2 separate regions of the Mus musculus genome follow, and region 2 is linked to region 1. Evidence: chromatin contacts called from public HiChIP or PLAC-seq data. All regions are on one chromosome and are shown on one strand. Each heading gives the region's core, a stretch centred on a gene start, on an enhancer-like site or on the middle of the called end of the contact. The rest is flanking DNA. Distances are from core to core; before and after follow the strand shown.

The links. HiChIP or PLAC-seq counts read pairs in DNA pulled down with a chosen protein or histone mark.
Region 2: a contact with region 1 is called in an H3K27ac HiChIP or PLAC-seq map of stem cell-derived neural progenitor cells, with 3 times the contacts expected there. The contact joins the promoter of Retreg2 here to the promoter of Cxcr1 in region 1. A contact is called at or near these places in 1 of 115 datasets of contacts at active chromatin or transcription factors (stem cell-derived neural progenitor cells) and 1 of 9 other capture datasets (pancreatic islet).

Annotation. Positions count from the first base shown.
Region 1 is chr1:74,191,596-74,197,227 of GRCm38.p6, reverse strand. It overlaps Cxcr1 (chemokine (C-X-C motif) receptor 1), which reads left to right and starts at 2,597. Exons shown (of 2, transcript NM_178241.4): 1 at 2,597-2,636; 2 at 4,359-5,443. The coding sequence starts at 4,367. The coding sequence ends at 5,422.
Region 2 is chr1:75,140,387-75,146,018 of GRCm38.p6, reverse strand. Retreg2 (reticulophagy regulator family member 2) reads right to left here and starts at 3,233. Exons shown (of 9, transcript NM_170755.2): 1 at 2,891-3,233; 2 at 2,544-2,650; 3 at 2,066-2,096; 4 at 1,580-1,715; 5 at 1,313-1,397; 6 at 916-1,059; 7 at 666-760; 8 at 204-339. The coding sequence starts at 3,156. Cnppd1 (cyclin Pas1/PHO80 domain containing 1) reads left to right here and starts at 3,308. Exons shown (of 10, transcript NM_026977.3): 1 at 3,308-3,376; 2 at 3,459-3,961; 3 at 4,516-4,603; 4 at 5,013-5,121. The coding sequence starts at 4,535.

The DNA of each region.
Region 1 (5,632 bases), core at 1,348-3,847:
CGTTGGATTTACAAGCTGTTGTGATCTGCTCAGTGTGGGTGCTTGGTACCGAGCCCGGGTCTTCGGCAAGAGCATCTAGTGAGCATCTGCTGAGCCATCTCTCCAACCCCTATTTGTTTGTTTATTTATCTACTGTTTGGTCTTTTGAGACAGAGTCTTTCTAGGTAGCCCTGGCTGACCTGGAATTTACTATGTAGCTCAGGGTGGCCTCAAATTTATGATAACGTCCCGCCTTCGCTCCTGAGTTCTGGGATTATAGGTGTGCACTACTATATGTGGTTTAAAATCTGAGTCTTAGACAGACCTTGACCCCTGTCTTAGTTAGGACCCTTTTAGAGTGGTGCAGTGTGAGGTGTACTCCATGAGTTTCGAGAGAAACAGCATTTCGTTGACAACCCTTGGCAGTCACATGCTGTGTTTCCTGGCAGAGGACAGGTCCAAAGGCGAATTGGAAAGGGGACCTTTGCTCTCTAGCTGCAGACAGCGCAAAGCAGGAGCCTCCCCTGCAAACGCATTGTCACAGCATAGTGGAACTCACAGTGTAGTGGGAAAAGGTTTAGGAGAGTTCCCGCTTCATCGCTGTTTCTCTGAGAGAAGATTGTGACTAAAAGCAACCCAGGGGAGGAAAGGATTTATTTTGCGTACAGGTCCTGGTCCAACCCTGAGGGGATTCAGGGCAGGATCTTGAACAGGGGTTTGAGGCAGAAACCACAGAGGAACACTTCTTGTTGGCTCACTCACAGGGCCGTGGCTGGCTGGCTTTCATTAAACATTCTTTAGTTTCTGAAACTGAAGGTTTCATTTTTATTTGGAAAAGAAGGATTATGGTATTGAAATGTACACAAGATAATAGAGGGCATTTTTACCGTGGGAATTATAAGCATAAAATTATAACAGGCAATAAGCGTGAAAATGTTAAATTTTAAACGCAATTCTTTGTAAACCACTTGCAGGAAAAGTTCATCTTGACATGCATAGAATAGGCAATTTTGTGTACGTGGGTGTTGTGCCTGCACGGACATCTGAGCACCGTGTGCATGTGCTGCCCTCAGAAGCCAGCAGAGGGCATCAGATTTCCCCTGAGACTGGAGCTACAGACCTTTTGAAGCTACCATGTGGATGTTGGGGACCAACCTTGAGTCCTCCAGAAGAGCAGGCCATGTTCTTTTATTTGTTTGTATAATGTTTATGAGCACACTGTCGCTGTCTTCAGACACACCAGAAGAGGACATCGGATCCCATTACAGATGGCTGTGAGCCATCATCTGGTTGCTGGGAATTGAACTGGGAATTGGAAGAACAGTCAGTGCTCTTAACTGCCGAGCCATCTCTCCAGCCCACAGTCTGTGCTCTTAACCCAGTCAGCCATTTTTCCATCCCTACCAAGTTTTCTTATACAGACCAGGGCCACCTGCTTGGGGATGGTGCCTCCCACAGTGGGCTGGGCCCTCCTACATCAATTAGAGATCAAGACAATCTTCCACAGATATGCCCACAGGCCTGTCTGATCTGAGAAATCCCTCAATTGGGATTCCCTTCTCAGATGACTCTAGGTTGTGTTTAGTTGATAGTTCAAACTAACCAGTCCACTGAACCCTAGGAATAAAGTCAGGGGTCAGCTGTGAGTTGCTCAGGGACTTCTCAGGCAGCTTCCTAAAGAAGCTGTCCTTCAGTACCAAATGGGGAGCAGTAATGGCATCACCCCCAGATGGTCTTTCACTGTTTTCCCAGCCCTCATGATCTTCTGATAGACTTCAGGGAAGGAGTGGCCATGCCCCAAACCTCAGCTCTACTGTAACCAAGCAATAATTGGAAGTAAAAGAGAGTGTAAAGGAAAGGTTTTCCTTCCAAAATCTCTACCACATGACCCTAAAGATGCCTATAAATATAAGTGAAAATGGCGTGCTTATAGCTGGGCATAGTGGTGTATACTTGTAATGCCAATATTTGGGAGAGAGATGAAGGTTTATGGACTTAAGGTCAGCATGGGCTATGAGAGACTCTGTCTCAAAACAAAACAAAACAAAACAAAACAAAACAGCAAGCATTGGGGTTGCAGGTGTAGCTCAGCGGTAGGATACTTGTCCCAGCATGCACTGGGTCCTGGGTTCTATTCCAGCACCAACATAAATGTCTGCGTGCTGTCCAAACACAGCTTAAGTGTAGACCCTACCACCAGCTTTCCGCTAAGTTCTCCTTTAGACTCCCTAAGTCTTTCCCACCGTGGACTTCTGAAACTTCTGTTATAGGAAGTCTGTACTGCCCCCTTTCTTATTCCCCTTGGGAAGTTAGAAACTTCTCAAGGTAATCTATTAGGAAACTTAGGGGTGGCACGTGCAGGTAAATTCAAGAAACTGAAGATGGTAGAAGTGATCATCTATGGAGGGAAGGAGTTAGAGAGAACACCCTTAACTGCAGGGTCACCCTGCTAAGCCTACGGAACTCAGAATCTCTGATACTGCCGGGCCCCATGACTTCATCTGTACCCAAATGCAGATGTGGGCGGGGCTCTAGGGGGAGGTGTGGTTTCTCCCTCTTTCTTTTATTCATCCAGTCCCTTCGGTTGTTTGATCATTCTGTTTCCTGAGCTGCAGGCTCCTCCCGCACACAAGGAACGGACCCAGCTGGTGCCTCAGGTAGGACGCCTGTGTCAGCTGTGTGTCAGTCCACATGTTGGGGTAGGAAGGCTTGGTCCAACTTTATTTTAGAAAACACACTGGTTTCTGTGGGACTAAGGGATTTCTGATAAATGGTTTCTTGTCCCCTCACTGTGTCTAGGTACGCAACTCTGACTTCCTAGGTGCTTACGGTCACAGCCCCCCTCCCCTCAGCCATTGCTTTTTATTGCTTTCCTGTTATGTGGCTGCAGTGAACAGTTTCCTGGCTCAGTGTTGATTGCTTCTCTCTAACCTTCATCTTCTGTGAAGATGCAAACTCTGGCACTGAGAGAGCATCCCAAGGGGTAGGGATGTGGTTGCCCTTGCCATAGAATCCAAGGCCTGGAAGCTGGGAGAGCTCCCTATCTTCCCACAATCTGCAGTTGATAAGTGGAAATCTTTGGGGATTAAAGGCCCCAGGTAAGGTAGCCATTGAGAGTGGGCATTAGGTAACTGTATCCTCATCTTAAACTCAGTTAACTTCTAAATACTTCCAGATTACAGAGCCCTGGTGTTGGGTAGAGGTGCACACGTGTTCTCATGTCTCAAGTGTGTGTGTGTGTGTGTGTGTGTGTGTGTGTGTGTGTGTGCAAGTGTGCAGGACTATATACAGAGGCCAGAGGCTAGAGGACAATTTTAAGGAGCTGGTTTCCTTCTTCCATCATAGATTCTGGGAGCAAACTCAAGGTGTCAGGCTTGTGTGACAAGCTCTGCCGAGGTATCTCACCAACCCTTGACATGCATTTAAAATTTTTCTATTTCACGCTTAATGTGTGTGTGAGCTTAGGTGTGGAGGCCAGAGAATAACCTACATGAGGTAGTTCTTTCCTTCTACCATGTGGGCTCTGGGGATCAAGTTCAGGTTTTCGGCTTGGCAGCACGCAGGCACCTCACTGAATCATTGCTTTGGCCTCTTCTGTGTGCTTTTGACGCGATGTTTACAACTGTGAAAGCTGGAGACAATCTCATCAGAAGACAAGGCGCAGAGTACAGTGTAATGTAATCTGAAGTTATCACCTCTTTCTCCAGGTAGGTTTTAAGAAAGGCAAACAAGGGGCTGGGGAGATAGCTCAGTGGTTAGGAGCATGGAGTGCTCCTGAGGATTTGGTTCCTAGGACCCACTTTGGGCAGCTCGCTACTCCTGGTAGCTCCAGTTCCAAGGGATCAGATGCCTTCTTCTGACCTCTACATATAGACACACAGACAAGTTCATATGCACTTATACATAAATAAAAGCAATGAAAAATAATATGTCTTTACAAAAATTGCAAACAATAATGAGGGGGCATATATAAGACATAAGGTTGGAGGGGACGCCCAGATACACCTTGCCTCCTTCCGTTTGCTGTGTGCTGGCTCTTCCCTGAGTGTAAGAACAACCTGGTGACTGTATCTGAACCCAGGGGCGTGGCTGAGGACAAAGATGGTTAAGAGGAGACAAGGAAGAGCTGGGCATAGAGTTGAGAACTGTAGAGCCAACTGAAGGCAAAGGTATCTCCCATGGGTTTTATTCTATACTCAGACTGACTGTCCAAGGACTTTGACAGCATTAGGAAGCTAACCTACCAAAGTTCAAGTTGAAGGCAAAGGGGGTGAACTTTGGTTGTCAAGGCAACAGAGAAGCCAATACTACCCCCTCAACACTCACAACACTTGAATTTGGTTACTAAATCTTATCTCTCTTTCTTACCTTTCACCTAGATCAAACAATGGCCGAGGCTGAATATTTCATCTGGACTAATCCTGAGGGTGACTTTGAGAAAGAATTTGGAAATATCACGGGAATGCTGCCCACTGGAGATTATTTCATCCCCTGTAAGAGAGTTCCAATAACCAACAGGCAGGCTTTAGTTGTCTTTTATGCACTGGTGTCCCTTCTGAGCTTGCTGGGAAACTCGCTGGTGATGCTGGTTATCTTATACAGGCGAAGGACCCGATCCGTCATGGATGTCTACGTGCTGAACCTAGCCATCGCCGACCTACTCTTTTCATTGACCCTGCCCTTCTTGGCTGTCTCCAAATTGAAGGGCTGGATTTTTGGCACACCCCTGTGCAAGATGGTCTCACTCCTGAAGGAATTCAACTTCTTCAGTGGTATCCTGCTGCTGGCCTGCATCAGTGTGGACCGATACCTGGCCATCGTCCATGCCACCCGTACGCTGGCCCGAAAGCGCTACTTGGTTAAATTCGTGTGCGTGGGCATCTGGGGTCTATCTTTGATTCTGTCTCTGCCTTTTGCTATCTTCCGCCAGGCATATAAACCATTCCGTTCTGGTACAGTCTGCTATGAAGTCCTGGGTGAAGCCACAACAGATTTTCGGATGACCTTGCGGGGTCTGTCCCACATATTTGGCTTCCTCCTGCCGCTGCTCACTATGCTGGTCTGCTACGGGCTCACACTGCGCATGCTCTTTAAGACCCACATGAGGCAGAAACACCGGGCCATGGGGGTGATCTTTGCTGTTGTGTTGGTCTTCTTGCTCTGTTGTCTGCCCTACAATCTGGTTCTGCTCTCAGACACTCTCTTAGGAGCCCACTTGATTGAAGATACTTGCGAACGCCGCAATGACATTGACCAGGCCCTGTATATTACTGAGATCCTGGGCTTTTCTCATAGTTGTCTTAACCCTATCATCTATGCCTTCGTTGGCCAAAATTTTCGCCATGAATTCCTCAAGATCCTTGCTAACCATGGCCTGGTTCGCAAGGAGGTTTTGACACACCGCCGTGTTGCCTTTCATACGTCTCTCACCGCTATTTATTAAACCTCTGAGAATTACCGGAAAGTGATCGCTTGCCCTCAAAGAGAAGGATAACTATTGTGCCAATGTGCTGTGTGAGTGTGTGCGTGTGTTGTGTGTATGTGTGTATGTGTGGTATATGTGTGTGTGTGTGTGTGTATGTATGGTGTATGTATGTATGTATGTATGTATGTATATATGGTGTGTGTGTGTGTTTTGTGTGTGTATATGTAT
Region 2 (5,632 bases), core at 1,984-4,483, 950 kb before region 1:
AAATACTCATACACATAAAATAAAAAGATCTAAAAATACTACAAAGCAAAGCAAGAGGATGGAACTAAGGTTCTTGGGTGCTTAGGGTAGAATTAGAGAATACAGGAACTCAGGAAGCATTTTTGGAACTCAGAGAACACAGCTGTCAACAACCCAGTATTGGGGAGCAGGAAGATAAAAGAGAGGCAAAAGACTGCTCATACCTTCAGAAACATCTGTCAGTTGTGGAGTGGTGGCCCGAGATACAGAGAAACCGCCGCTCTCTAAGATAGAGGCCTCCTCATCTGACAGCTCAGAGTCTGTAATAGCCAAGGCCAGGGCTGTTTTCTTCACATCCACCTGCAAGAGAACCAGGATGAATCCAACATACTGGGATAAGCACACTTTACCCCCAAGCCTTCTGGTTCCCAACTACTTGAGAACTGGTAGCTCTAACTCTAAAGCAGACACATTCTTGACCCCTTTGCCTTTTTCATTTTTTTTTTTTTTGGACATAGGAGGTCTTATGTGGTCCAGGCTGATGTCAAGCTCATAACAAAAACCAGGCTGATTTTGAATTCTTGATCCTTCTGCTTCCTCCTCTCAAATAGGATTACATGTGTGCACCACAATACCCAACTTCCCTTCGGCCTTCTATTTGACATCCCATCTTCCCTGGACCTCACCACTGGAGAGAAGCCAGCCAACTCTGCCTCGCTTTCACTCTCTGTTTCCGCCAGTGGCTCATCTCCTGCTGGGGGTGCACTCTTCCCTTGGCGCTCTAGAGAAGGGCAATCAGGCAATAATGAGCGGAGATAACGGTGGTGACAAATATGGCTAAGGAAGTAGAAATGATTTCAATTCCAGGACACACCATGAGCCATACACTACAGGTTCTCCCTGCCTCTCCCCATCCAGGTTAAGAGAATCCCTTACTTCTCTTGTCATGTTTGTGGTGCAGGGCATCAGCTTCAGCTTTCATGCTGTAGTCCAGCTGCATGAGCAAGGGCTCCAGGCGAGTATACATCCTCTGGATCAACTCGTGATAGACCACCAGGGGCCACAGCAGGATACTCAGCACTACGGGTTAAGAAAGTGCACTCAGAGCTCAGTTGGCCACTTTCTCAGGAGCCTTCATCCAAACTGTCCCCTGAACAGGTAGGTCTGAACAAAGACGGGATCCTTTCTCAAGGCAGTGATACCCTCTTCCCCCATCTGCTATCCTCCTCCCAGGTGAGTAACTAACAAAGAAAACACAGTCTTTCCTTTGGGTCAACCCAGGAAAAGAAGACTAGACAGGGCTTTGGAAAGAGCAGGAATGAGCTCCACTCACAGACAATGTAGGAAATCATAACTCCCGGAACATAGTGTCCCAACACAGCCAGCACAGCACAGGCAGCGCAGCCCCGAGCGCAGAACTGCAGGGAAGAGCACAGGAGCAGTGAAGAACACAGGCTTACACCATGTGCACAGTCACCAGGGGAGAAACTATTCATGTGGTGGAAAAAAATGGGAACCAGTTGAGGAAATTTACAACAGTCACTGCACGCGTCACTCTCTCCCAGCCCGACTCCTGCAACCATTTCAGGATGGGGTTTACCTGAGCTGGATTCTGCCTCTTGTACTGCAACAGCTCTTGCAGGTGAATCTGGAAGGTGAGCCAGCTCTCAGCCAGGTATCTGCACAACTCGGGCACACTCAGCAGGTGCGGCTGGGCGCCTGACCCCGCACCCTCACTGGGGAGACATGACATGACCCCTGGAGGCCTCAGAAACCAGCTAAGACACTCAAGTCACTTTGAGACTGCTGATGAGATCTCACTCTGGAGGCCCCACCTCCCCCAAAGGAAGGCATCCTCATCCTGGGATGTAAATTCCCAGGGTACTCAACCCTCTACCTCCACGGGAGAAGGAACACAGCGTTTGCATACAAAGAAGCCTAGAGCCAGGCATACTTTTGCTTGCTGTAAGTCCCTTCATTACACTGGGCCTATGCCTGCACAAGCCACAGCCCTGCTCCTCTTTGAGCTGAGCACAGCAAGCAGACCACATTTGGGCATCTTCTTTAAAAGGTGGCCTATACTCACCTGTCAGAGTGTGGTTCTTCAGGGGGTGGTGCTATGGAGAAAAGGGTGTGGGGTAAGTTAAGAATACAAGAAGCACTTAGAGACAGATCCAAAGTCAGAAAGAGCTGCCTCTCTTTAACATTCTTGGTCTCAATTTTTCAGTAATCCCTCTGTCTCTCGCTTCCAGGCCTGAACCACTATGTGAAGTCCAGAGCATTCCCTTTACCCACCAACTACAAGGTGTACGATATGCTGTTTCTGAACCCAGCTTTAAATGCTATATAGTTTTGACTACTAAACTCACAAGAACATTAATTTTGGAAAAGAAACAATTCTCATTTCAGGCAATTTTCTTAAAAAAAAAAAAAAAAAAAAAAAAAACGATGGAAGGGCATACAGGATGCCTTAGGAGATAAATGGCCTTCCTGTGCCTCCCCTCAAGTAGCAGGGTGATGCACGGAGCAGGTGCATACAGTGCATGTGGAATGAAGAAACTCACCTGAAACGTCAGGGAGAAAGCGAGGATGCCAGAGATCCAGTAGAAAATAGGTCAAAAGTGAGATGCTGAGCAGGAAGAAGGGCCGGAGGGACGACGAAGACAACAACCTTAGGGAGACAGGCATCTCAGTTGAGGCTCCCAAATCCATCGAAAATCACAGAAAGACCCATGGATGGGGAGATGGCCCTCTAAGCCTCACCCAGTCACTAAGAGACTAAAAAATGGGGCCACCTGGTGCAGGATCACCGCCCCAGACGCTGACAGCCCTCCAAGGGAGGGAGCACCCGGTCCTCCCGCCCCCGCTCTCCCGCGCAGCCCGGCCCCGCCCCCTCCTCCGTGGCCGTTACCAGAAGAGGCCGTTGAGTGTGGCCGCCGTGACCAGGCTGTGCAGCGGCTTCTCCCAAACCAGCAGTCGCTGTGCGGCCGCCAGCACCGCCTCCCAGCCGCGGAGCCGCAGCCACAGGGACGTAGCTAAACGTCCCACTGCCTCGGCTGCGGCCGCCTCCTCCTCCGCGTCGCCAGTGGCCTCACCCATGCCGAGGCTCAGCCCCAGGCCCAGGCCCAGCCCCGAGGTGCCACCCGCGCCGGTGTTACCGCCACCGCTGCTCGCCATCACCGCGCCGCAGCCGCTGCCCGAGCCCGCGAGGAGCCAGGGCTGCGCGGCCGCCGCCGGGGGCGCGTCAGACGGAAGGGGGCGCACGCACGGGCGAGCAAAAAAACCTGCGGTCAAGCGTCACGTGATGAAGCGCGATGCCACGTGACGTGCCCTAACAGCCCGGATGGGACGCCCGCGCGTGCGCGTTGGCCGCTGTCGTGATCCTGCACCCACGAAGGTGTGCTTCCAGGGTGCTGGAGGGGTGATCCGGGGCGGGCGTTGAGGCTGCGAGGCCTGAGGTCTTCTCCCGGTGTTTACAGGGCGGCTGGAGACCTCTTTGTCGCGTGAGGCACTGCCCAGAGGCAGTGAGTGGGCTTTCAGGCCCCCAGGATCTTGACTACAATCTGCTTGGGATCGGGAAGGGCGGTGCCATCCCCATTACTCAACCCTCTTCGCCTCCAGTCCCCTCCCCTCAGCGGATAAACAAACACCAGCGCGTGACTTTAATGACTTCAAAGCAGCTTCACCAACTTCGAAAAGTTGTTTCTTCCTTCTTGGAGCGTCGGCCCTCTCTCTTCCCAAAATCTCTCAGCCGCAAATTGTGTGGAAGGAGTGTTTGGAAATAAAACATCCAGGCGCTGTTTGCTTTGGGGAGACCTGTTTAACATCGTACATTGAGGCTTTATATCTTTTGAGATCATTTAATTGCTGGAGTAACCATACAGAATACAGTATGTATTCGAGTGTTACAGTTTCAAACTTCTAAGGGGCATAAAGATTCAACAGATTCCCTCCCACCTTGTTCACAGTTCTCCCACCTACGGTAAGTTTCTTGTTCATCTTTCCTGGGCATTGCTGATTGAGTGCGTCTTCCCTAAAACCCAGGAAACAACTCGCCGCGTTGCCTTTGTGTTAGGCTCGTTACTATCTGTACCACGACTACAAAGCCTGGTCAGCGCGTTCACCCTTGGTGTGTCGCGGTCCCCTGGGAACCGTATTACAATTGCCCCCGGTGCTCATAGCTCCGGAGACCCGGAGCTCTCAGGTTGGGCAAGGCAGGAGGCACTTCCTGCCGGGCGCGCAGACTCGTCGGTGACACTCACTCCCGCAGCTTATAAACGCCTAGCGAACGCGGCACGGGCTGAGAACACTGCTGGCCCTCGTACCTCCTGGTTCGCCTGGTGAGCGCCGCGCCTGTCGTCGGGCGCCGGGAGGCCCAGTCGCACGCGGAACAGGAAGAGGCGTCCCACGGCCGCCTGCGAGAAGGGAGGAGGCTGCGCGCAGTCGGGCGGTGGCCCTTTCGGGAGAGGTGGGCCAACGGGTGAGCACGGCTCTGGGGTCACTTACGATTCCTTCCCTTTCCCTCCACCTTCGCAGGGTGGCGGCTGACAGTGCGATGGACCTGACTGGGCTCCTGCTGGACGAAGAAGGCGCCTTCTCCCTCACCGGTTTCCAAGACTTCATGGTGAGAGGTCCGCCTGTTCTCTGCCTCTGGGAGTCAGAACTCCCAGGCGTTCTCCTCCAGACCCGAGCGGAATGGGAGCTCTCTTACTTGTTATGCCCTGGAGTGGGCTATTGTTGAGAGCAATGCCACTTGGGCCTGAAGGCAAAGCCTCAGGTTATAAGAGGGGAACTGCTAGTGATTAGACTGGGGTCCCATCTGGTTTCTAGTTGTCTAGTCTTCTATTGGGAGCCCTCAGTGATGTCAGAAGCGGGCTTATTGTCTTTCTCCCACTGTGGACAAGACTAGGCTGCCATTAACAAATGATCTTGGGAACTCTGGGCTGGGTAGAGTATAGGCCCGGGTCAGTACCCAGGATTTCCACCAAACCTTCCCTGCCCTTCACCCTCCACTACTCCTGGCCCTGTTTCAGGTCCTTCCAGGACACCAAAAGCTAAGTGCTCGAATCCGAAGGAGACTCTATTATGGCTGGGACTTGGAGACAGACTGCAGCCTGGAGGAGCTCTCCAGCCCTGTGGCAGGTTAGACTGGTGATGGTGGTGGTGGTGGTGGTGGTGGTGGTGGTGGTGTGTGTGTGTGACTGAGCAAGTGGAAACTTGGAGGACTGGGTTGTCATAGTCACCCAAATGCCTGGAGGTTTGCCCTCTGAGCTGCACTGTGTCTCATTATAACTAGCTTGGTTGGTACTTGGTTTGACAATGCAGGCCATGTTTCAAATTCTTTTAGCCCACATGAGTAAAAACAGCTCATAAATTGCAGTCACTTATTTTTAGGGCTTTGTGTATGCTCTGCAGGCATTCTACCACAGAGCTATAGCCCAAGTTCTGCTGCCTCTTGTGATTTATAGGGCAGAAATTTAGTTTTCTAAGTATACATGTTACATGTTTCTCAAGTAAATAAGGCATACTTCTCAAATAAACATTGGGGAAAGAGAAACATGAGTAACTTAATAGAAAAACAAGTGTTGGGCTGGAGAGATGGCTCAGCAGTTAAGAGCACTGATTGCTCTTTCAGAGGTCCTGAGTTCAAGTC